3 separate regions of the Mus musculus genome follow, and all the other regions are linked to region 2. Evidence: chromatin contacts called from public ChIA-PET and promoter capture Hi-C data. All regions are on one chromosome and are shown on one strand. The core of a region is the stretch at or near the end of the contact, and the rest is flanking DNA. Distances in the headings are between cores, read along the strand shown. Region 1 has its middle 35 kb from the start of Slc35g2. Region 2 holds the start of Pccb (propionyl Coenzyme A carboxylase, beta polypeptide). Region 3 overlaps Stag1 (stromal antigen 1).

Region 1 (3,340 bases), core at 435-2,934, 430 kb after region 2:
TATTAAATACTGATAAAGACATGGACTTTGGTCAGACCATTGCCTGGAATTTCCTAGTTGCGAATGACCTCCAGCCACATATTGCAAGGGATTATAAGGACAACCCTATAGGTCACCATATAATCCCATTCTTATTTTCCAAAAACTACAATTCCCAGCATTCCAGGAAGTTGCTGGGCAGGTGGGGCTTGCAGGTTACTTTTGGCCATTATAATGAACTTAAGGTGAGGAGTTATTTTAGCTCATGGTAATGGAGGAGACTCAGCAAGGAAGGCAGAGCAGAGCAACTCCACTAAGGGAGGGAGGAGTGTGTGGTAGAAGCTATTCACGTCACTGGGAATCTGGAAGCAGAGAGCAAGACAGGAAGTGGACCAGATACAACCTCCCACGACCTATGTCTAGTGAGACTTCCACTAGCCAGGCTCTACCTCCTACAGGTTCTCTAGTCAATCCCAAGATAGCCTCATTTTCTGGGGAAGAAGTATTTAAGCATAAGCTATGGGGGATATTTCAGATTCAAACTATAACGTAAGTGTATGTTATCTTCTCCATGAACAACACTCAGCCAAGCCTAAGCTATGTCAAGATTTTCATAGATACAAGGTCTTTCTCTTATGAATGCTCCCTATCTTCTTTCAGTTAATCCTAGCCTTGGGGGTTTCCTTGTATGGAGCCTCAACTAAGACAGTGACATTTTTCTTTTTTCTTTTTTTTTTTTTGTTTTTTTGTCTTTTGGTTTTTTGTTTTTTTGTTTTTTTGTTTTTTTTGTTTTTTTATTTTTTTGAGACAGGGTTTCTCTGTGTAGCCCTGGCTGTCCTGGAACTTACTCTCTAGACCAGGCTGGCCTCAAACTCAGAAATCTGCCTGCCTCTGCCTCCCAAGTGCTAGGATTACAGGTGTGTGCCACCACTGATCGGCCCAGTGGCATATTTCTGATTCTGTTACTGAATGTGTGGCTAAAGTTACACTACAAGACAAGATTGGTTGCATGACTACCTACACCTCCTAAAACTCCTACAGAATTCAATACTTACGTTGTTAGAGTCCCGATGTTTAAAAAAAAAATAGCAGCATAGGTATTTAGTGCACACATTCAGAGAAAATGGAATAAATGCATGCATGTATGTGTTTATTTCTCAAGAGACTTGGTAAGTGTGTGTGTGTGTGTGTGTGTGTGTGTGTGTGTGTATTTGCACGCACATGTTAGCATGACTGCTAACAGGAGAAGGGGTAATTATGCATTATAACCATAAACAAAGAAGCAGAGCTGGACTGGAAAACCAAAACATCTCTCACTCTGCCAAGAGCCAATGCTCTGCCAATGACCAATCGTGCCAAGCATCTGTGACCCTAAACAGACCTCTCACTTTACAACTGAAAAAATTACTCTAGACAACGTATTTGCTGTTTATTTGCCATCTGGCGAGTCAGGGAATTACTTCAAATAGATGATGAGACTCTGCTTCTCTGTTTAATAGAATTACTGCAGAAAGCAGCGACTACACTTCTGGAAACAGGTCGCTTGCTGAGTCATTCTCCCTTGCTTGCGACAAGCATTTCACTTTGCATTGAATTTTAATGTGATGTGTCTTCATCTTCCCCAGCCCCCTCTCCTGCACTCTGCTAGACAGTAATTCCTCTTTGGCTGAAGTGACGTCACCTGCCTAGCTAGCATGGTCAGGCAAGTCTTGCTGAGAGATTCCAGACATTCTCCACAGCCTTTCTCATCCCAAGGTCACCTGGGATCTCTGCCCTCAGGGATCCTGGGTGAAAGAACTCTGCATCTGGAGGAAGAATCAGTTTGTTTCAGCGAGACATTAGTGAAATTCCAGACTAAACTAAAGAAAAATCTGACTACTTTATAAAACATCGCCCTGAATTAAAAGTAGGATTTCCATCAAGTTTCCTGAGATTATGTCAATGTTGAAAGCCACTGAGCAATCTTATTCTACAGAGATATTTGTTACAAGCTTCATTCTGGTTTGAAGCAAAACCCAAGTCAGGAAGACCTACTAGAAGGCTGTTTGGGTAGTACAAAGGAAGGAATTAAGGCTGGATAGGGCTCAATGGTTAAGAGCACCTCCAGAGGACCTGAGACCTATTCCCAGACTCAAGTTCCATGTTGGGCAGCTCACAACCATCTGTGACTCTGGGGGGTGTAGCTCCAGAGAATCCTACACCCTTATTTGGCTTCCATAGCCACCCATGTGTGTAGTATGCACACACACACACACACACACACACACACACTAAACCTTTAAAAACACACACACACAAGAGAAAGCCAGGCAGTGGTGGCACATGTTTTTAATCCCAGTACTCTGGAGGCAGAGACAGGCAGATCTCTAAGTTTGAGGCCAGCTTGGTCTACAGAGCAAGTTCCTGGACAGCCAAAGCTACACAGAGAAACCCTATCTCAAAAGTAGAACAAAACAAAACCAAAAACCAACCAACCAACCAAACAAACAAACAAACAAAACACACACAGAGAACCTCTTTAATAAAGAAAGTGATCAGAGATGCCTTTTAGGTCAAACTGACAGCCTCCAAAAATGTCTTGCTTCACTATGCTAAATGAGGTGGGGCCTGCCCTGCAGATACCAAAAGAAATCTCTTAGGACTACTGTCCTCAGAATCTCCCCTGAACAGTTGCTATAGCTGCCACGAGCTGACAAGGGGAAGGAATCTAGTTCAGAATATGTAACCTTCATAATCAGGCCTTGCAGCTGCAAACAAGCCTTATGACTTGGTTCACTAACACAAGAAGAAGAGAAGAAGAAGAAGAAGAAGAAGAAGAAGAAGAAGAAGAAGAAGAAGAAGAAGAAGAGGAGGAGGAGGAGGAGGAGGAGGAGGAGGAGGAGGAGGAGGAGGAGGAGGAGGAGGAGGAGGAGGAGGAGGAGGAGGAAAGAGGAGGAGGAGGAGGAGGAGGAGGAGGAGGAGGAGATGTATTTTTATGGCTACGTTCATATATAGGTGAATATAATTATATACTAAACTGAGAACGTGACACGGGCAAGAGTGTGAGAGAGGAAGAGAAAAGAGAGAGAGGCTAGAGAGAGAAGACTAGGAGAGAGCCAAGAGGACAGAGAGAGAGAGAGAGAGAGAGAGAGAGAGAGAGAGAGAGAGAGAGAGAATCTAGAGAACACAGGGCAAATGGTCAAAACAACAGTTATAACAGGAATGGGAAGCCAGGGAAGGGAAATGAAGCTCATGAGCTGGAGAGGTTTTTTTTTTGGGGGGGGGGGCAGGGTGAGAGGAGCTGAGAGGAGCTGGGATGCCGGCCAGCAGACTTTCTAACAGGTACTTGCAATGCCAAGGGAACCTAGAGGCCAGCATTCGG
Region 2 (3,170 bases), core at 618-3,117:
TGTCTATGTTGAGGGAAACAGTTCTAAGAAACACAACTTGCGGCAAGTAGGTGGCTCAAAGATGATTATTCAGCCATGTTTAATCCCAGTACTTGAAAGGCTGAGGCAGGTGGATCTCTGAATTTCGGGCCAATCTTGTCTACATCATGAGTTCCAGGCCAGTTTAAGAGAGAGAGAGCCTCAAAACGTAAATGAAATAAATAAATAAAATGACATTAACGTTAAAGTCTCAGGCCAGAATTTGAACTCTGTGGGAGTCCTGCAGAGAGGTGGAGTGAGGTGGATTTAGGAAGGGTTAATAATCAACTCTGGCAGGCTTTTTTTATTTTTTTATTTTTTATTTTTTGGCTAAGAATGAGAAATATGCACCTTGTACTTTGCCTTAAAGACCTGCCACTTCGCTGGGTAAACAGATGAGAAAGCATTCATAGTAGAGTTTTCGAAAGCACTGGAGCAGCACTTCTCAGATGTTAGCATCTGAACTGACTAAAGGGTCCTTGCTAAGAGGTCAGCAGCCTCCCCCCCCCCCCCCCGCCCCCGCCCCCCGCCCCCGCCGCCGCCTTGCATCCCCTCTGATTAGTAGGTCTGAGCCCGAGCAGTCTGCTCCTAGTTTACTTTTCCTATTTCCTCCCAGCTAATGCCAAAGCCGCTGTGTTGACAAGATTCTCTTCTTGACCAAACTTCGGTCAGGCTCTACTGAGCATCTCTTGAATAGAACTGACCTTGGCTCCCAGGTCCTCTCTTCTAGAGGGTAGCTTTGCCAAGAATCCTGCTAAGTCAGTTATGCCAGAATCTTCCACCCTTGATGAGGGATCGCCCTCCATATTTGATAAGGTTCTTCTTCCACTGTCCCCCAAATGATGTCTGAGCACCCTGGCTTGCCTTCAACCAAGCAAACGTTGTTTGTCAGATTGCTCCTTGCCCTGTGTTCCCTATTAATTTTCTATCCATTGAGCTCCCTCCCCGATACATCTTGTCTTTGGTGTATTCGGGGTTGAGGCCAACCTCTCTCCCCTACTGTAAAACCCTATGGAGCCTAGACCTAGCACAATGGTCTCTAAAAGTTTACTTCACCATTCTGTGTCTCGTCACAAACTTAAAAAACATCAAATAATTTGTGTGTATCAGAGTTTGGGCGTGCACATGTGGAAGTCACAGGACAACATGGGGTGTCAATGGTCCCCTTATTTGTGTGAGAATTGGGTCTCATTTGCTTCTGTACATGCTAGGGTGGCTGTTCCGTGAGCTTCCTGGGATTCTTTTATTTCTGTCAGCTATCTCACCTAGGCAACCTCTCTGTACAGACACTCATTACTCTGGCTGAGTACTGAGTTTGGGGACCCCAATTTTGGTCCTCATACTCAGGCTGGCAAAGGCTTTAACTTAGCACTGAGCCAAGTAGCTTCCCAGCTCCTCTCCCCTTTAAGAGACCCTCTCTGGAGCTCAATACGTAGCTCACAAAACATTTCAGTCTTGACGCCATACAAACCTACTTCTGTTCCTGTGTATCCCATCTCTGAAATCTGGATATAAATTATTTCAAGGCTAAGTTTTAAGAGCAAAACCTGGCACAGCATTTGGTAAAAGTTGGTCAGAGCTCATTATCTATTCATTTTTGGGGGGAAGAGGGTCGACGAAGCCTGGAGTTTAGATGGCTAACGCAGAACGAGGAATGAAGTCCTTGTTCTGTGTGGCTACACGGGCACAGAGCTGAGAGGCAGGTATTTCCTAGAACAGGACCGCCTTGAGCCTGAATGCAAGCCTGTGACTGCTACCAGCTTTAGGGCCAGCGACGACGCGCAGGCGCAGACTCGCAATGTCTACGCTCTCTGCGCATGCGTCCTGAGGTGCAGTGTGTGTCACGCTGGCAGTCAAAAAAAAAAAAAAAAAAAAATGGCGGCGGCGATTAGGATTCGGGCGGTGGCGGCTGGAGCGAGGCTCAGCGTTCTGAATTGCGGCCTCGGCATCACGACCCGCGGCCTTTGCAGCCAGCCGGTTTCAGTTAAAGAGCGCATCGACAACAAGCGCCATGCAGCGTTGCTGGGAGGAGGCCAGCGCCGCATCGACGCGCAGCACAAGCGAGTGAGTCACGGGCGCCAGTGCGTCCCGCCCCCTCCGCTCCCGCCCTATCACAGCGCGCCGGGCTCGCGGCGCACGAGCCTCCCAGCCAATAGGCGCTGCGCCTGGGAGGGGCGCGGCGAGAACGTCCACCTGGAGAACCTAGAGCCCCCTCGGGTGTCAGTAGACATCTGCACCACTTAGGGAGGTCCCCAGGCGGTGGTGGTGGGCATTGGTCGTCGGATGGATGGATGGATGTGACCGGTCTCCAGCTGCGCTCCACTTAGCAGCTTTGAACTTTTGGGAAAGGTGGTCTTTAGAAAGCACCGTAAACAGAATAATGTCTTCCAGGTCTTGTTTGAATAAGATTGCCACGTTAATCGGCCACAGGCTCTGAATTTAAAAGACGGGATTGTTCTCCCGCTGCCTGAAAGTGTTTATGACAGTTTTTTTTTTTTTTTTTTTTTTCCCTTCCCTCTTCTCGGGGAAGGAAGCAGTAAAACCCAGGCACGAAGTATTAGAAAAAACTTGGTTATGTTCACATTAACCTGGTGTGTTGTCTCCCTGCGTGCTGGGGATTTGTGACGCCTGTGACCGAGGAAGTCTGGTTGGCCTCTTGAGAGGTTCATGTATCGATCTGCTGCATAGGAAGCAGGTGGACTTTCTATAAACTCTCAGGCTACTCTGCTGAGAGCAGCTGAGGCGGGAATCACATTTGAGCTTCTTCTGGGGAGGTCATTTAGCAGCAGAAAAACAAAAAACAACAGAAGCTGGAAGAGGTGACCCTAGACTTGAAGCCAGACTTGCCCAGTGTGTCCTTGACAACTGAGTGAGTCCAGGCAGAAGAGCTGGATAAGTTAACATGAAGGTTCCCTAAGGGAAGGGCTCCTGTGAAGGGCATGCAAGTCTTACCCAAGTGTGTGAAAATCTGGGTCAAATGTTGATTCAGATGTCCTGAGTTAGGTTTGAAAAAAGAAAAATGCTCAAGGAAAACTATTTATTCCTCTTGACACTTAGGGATGTAAATGTGGTTGTAAGGTTTATGGTGAGCCATAAGCCCTCTCTCCCTTGGGGTCCCTCTGAAGGGCTATTAAGTTCCCTGGGAAAGCCTG
Region 3 (3,156 bases), core at 223-2,722, 350 kb after region 2:
AATCAAATAACAAAATATACCAGCAGAGTAAAATCTGGTGCATCGGTTTAAGCACTACACCATAATCTTTTGTTTGTTTTTTATGCTGGGGAAGCCACAAGGTCTTGTTCATTTTAGACATATACTACCACTGAGCACATTACATTCCCAAGCCCAGGGTCTTGTTATGTAGCTCAGACTTGCCTCAAGCTCACAATCCTCCTGACTCTGTCTCTCAATGTCTTGGTCTATATGTATAATCAATTTTTTAAAGCTCTAGAGGTAGAAACAGATATAATAAGTCCCATATTTTAGTTCTATTTCCAATACCTTCTGCCCTAGACAACCAAGTCACTTTTACAAAATAAAATAATTTCTGAAGAGATGTTATTATTCTCCAAACATCACCTGAATAACAACCTAATTTTAATTACATATACTATTATCTAATAGCTAAAATGAAGACACCCTGGCTGTCCTGAAACTCACTTTGTTGACCAGGCTGGCCTTGAACTCAGAAATCCGCCTACCTCTGCCTCCCAAGTGCTTGGACTAAAGGTGTGCGCCGCCACCACCCCCCGGCAAGACACTCTATTATTAATACCGTAGTTATAGAAGTGATAGTAGGTGGACACAGATGAAAACTGTCATTTAACAAGGTTGACATTACTGGTGCCATTCTACATGATTCATTTTCATTATGCCAGTTCTTTTTAAACTGTTCACTACATCTGGGGGCGGGGGATACAAGTGCACACACTCCATGCCATGATGCACTTGGAGGGGGTTACAGAACAACTTGTAGGAATAAGGACTATTCCTCCACCATGGTGGTCTCAGAGGTTGAATTCAGGTTATCAGTTTTGGTGGCAAGAGCCTTTGCCCACTGAGCCAGCTTGACAGAATTTCTAGAAATTCTTATGCTTAATTGTGTTTACTGTATCAACCTCAAAATTCAAAGTACACTGCACCATCTCTTCCTATACCATTCAAACACTCCCATAAGAGAGGCAGGTATTCATGGAACTATCTTAAGAATCTGAATAAAAAGTGACTCTAACCTAATTCACATAACTACACTAAATGTAGACACTATTCCTGGTTTTACTACTTGTTCTGGCCCCATACAATTAACAACCTTCTCATGCCTCAATTCAATTAACTTCTCAGAGGTTTGAGTGTAGAGCGCAGAACATGACTGACAGCTGTGTTTCTTTAAACAACAGTATGTGAGGGAAAATAGTAACAAGATTCCAACATTCTTAAGAGTTTATAAAAATTATTTTTCAGAACTTGTCATTACTCATAAAATCACTCATATAAAACTGAGTAACAGTAATATAAGTGTTAAATTTTTGAGTGCTATTTTGTTAAACTTCAAGTGGTTTAAGAGGATTCCTTCAAACCCTCTTTCATTTGCTCAATTCTCTTCTCAAGCATATTAGGCTCCATTAACAGCCAATCATGTAAGCTGAGCTGCAAGTGACCCCGAGAGTTGCCATAGCAACAGCTGCTTTCTGAAATACGTGTTATGCATTTTAAAAGCTCTCACAGAGAGGATACCACATCTATCAATTAACAACCAAAGCTCAACACAGCACATTATCCAAATGAAAGAGAAACTACCTTAAAAAGGCAACAATCTCTTAACAAAAGGGACATTTGATACACTTGACCTAAAATTCTATTGTGATTTATTTTTCAAAATGAAGCCTATAATTAATAAGATGTGACAGTTGAACACTATGCTTTTTAAAGAACAAAACTGCTTTAAGGAATTTTTAGGACTATTTTTAGCAAATGAAACATCAAGGATAATGAATGAACATATGCCACAATATACTGTCAAACTGTCATGAAGCCATATTAATGAGAAAGTTGGCCTAAATGTGGTTTACCAAAATGTTTTTCAATATTTGGTCAATGTGAACACCACAAGACATTGGACTATTTAAAAGAAATATTTTTGTAATTCACTGATAATTGAGATCACTTCCCATAGATTCCTGATTTTTAAAAAAGACGTACAGCTAGCTAGGATTTATCAGCAGTCACTATTCAACTCTGTAACAAAAAACTTTATTCTTTGAATAATTTTTGCAATGCTGGGGATATGAAACATCCAAAACATAACCTGTTCTTTGCAAAACAGTGCCAACGAAATAGTTTGTGAATGTCCACAATTTAAAAACTTAGCCTCAGCCGGGCGTGGTAGCACACGCCTTTAATCCCAGCGCCTGGGAGGCAGAGGCAGTCAGATTTCTGAGTTCGAGGCCAGCCTGACCCTGTCTCGAAAAACCAAAACAAAACAAAACAAAAAACAGCCTCAAAAAGCAATTTTTCTATAGTTCAAGTAAACAGAATGCATAAATTCATGGTATTGCTCACCATGTTAGGGGAGGTACTCCCAACAGGATAATTTAGATAAAGAACTTTTTATTAACAAGCTCCAGAAACTTAAATGTGACAGAAGATTCTATTTACATATAATTACTATAACTTTAAATTTTCAAAAACTTCAAAGAATGGATTAACAGCTAGAGACTACTGTAGTTACTAAAACAGAAGTTTAGGAAGGGAATATAATGAAGATGACAAAGAGAAACTGTTGGAGTGACCTTCCTCAAATTGTTGTGTGTCTCTATTTTTAATTGTTCGTTCAGTATCATCAAAGAGCTCAGTGCTGGCAAGATTCTCATCACTGTCATTTCTATGGACAATAGCCAGTTCTCTATTTTGTTAACATTAGTCCATCCTCACATGCATACAGGCAATCTAGGAATGTATCGGAGGTTGTCTCACTACTGACTGGTTGTAATAAAGAATTAACAGCCAATAGCTGGGTCAAGAAGGAGAAGGGCAGAACTTCCAGTAAGAGGACAGAGAGATGGAATGCTAGGTTGTAATTGATACAACAGAAATTAGAGAATCGTTCAAGTCAGAATAAAGTAAACTGAAATTCAGAGGAGAACATGGAGGAGACAGACACAGACCACTCAGGAGCAGAGAGATACTACATGGTGGGTCATAGGCTAGAAGAGTTGGGCAAAGTTAAAATGGCATCTGGAAGACAGCCCCAACAAAAAGCCTAAGCTATGAACTATAACAGAAGTCTCATGTCATTATTTATACATCAGACAGATCCAGAAAGCACCCATAATAAGAAACTTTTATATA

Evidence for each region. Promoter capture Hi-C pulls out the DNA fragments that hold promoters and counts their contacts. ChIA-PET counts read pairs in DNA pulled down with a chosen protein or histone mark.
Region 1: a promoter capture Hi-C map of embryonic stem cells shows a contact between it and region 2, with 2.1 times the contacts expected there. The contact joins the enhancer-like site here to the promoter of Pccb in region 2. A contact is called at or near these places in 15 of 39 promoter capture datasets (the 3T3-L1 cell line, 3T3-L1-derived adipocytes, cranial neural crest and 10 more) and 4 of 115 datasets of contacts at active chromatin or transcription factors (embryonic stem cells, epiblast stem cells and large pre-B cells).
Region 3: a contact with region 2 is called in an RNA polymerase II ChIA-PET map of memory CD8 T cells, with 22 read pairs. The contact joins the enhancer-like site here to the promoter of Pccb in region 2. A contact is called at or near these places in 6 of 39 promoter capture datasets (the C10 cell line, the HPC-7 cell line, HPC-7-derived erythroid cells and 3 more), 1 of 115 datasets of contacts at active chromatin or transcription factors (memory CD8 T cells) and 2 of 9 other capture datasets (adipose tissue and liver).

The regions. Positions count from the first base shown.
Region 1 is chr9:100,604,420-100,607,759 of GRCm38.p6, reverse strand. It overlaps a transcript of Stag1 not described here. Among named protein-coding and RNA genes, the nearest start is that of Slc35g2, 35 kb to the right of the region's middle. Within about 2 kb of position 1,684, at least 102 of the 459 cell types and tissues checked have an H3K27ac peak or open chromatin away from gene starts, as enhancers often do. A contact at or near this core is called in embryonic stem cells and stem cell-derived epiblast-like cells, where this site is marked.
Region 2 is chr9:101,033,581-101,036,750 of GRCm38.p6, reverse strand. Pccb (propionyl Coenzyme A carboxylase, beta polypeptide) reads left to right here and starts at 1,867. Exons shown (of 15, transcript NM_025835.3): 1 at 1,867-2,082. The coding sequence starts at 1,894.
Region 3 is chr9:100,684,282-100,687,437 of GRCm38.p6, reverse strand. All of the region lies in intron 1 of Stag1 (stromal antigen 1), which reads right to left. Among named protein-coding and RNA genes, the nearest start is that of Stag1, 42 kb to the right of the region's middle. Within about 2 kb of position 1,472, at least 50 of the 459 cell types and tissues checked have an H3K27ac peak or open chromatin away from gene starts, as enhancers often do. A contact at or near this core is called in memory CD8 T cells, where this site is marked.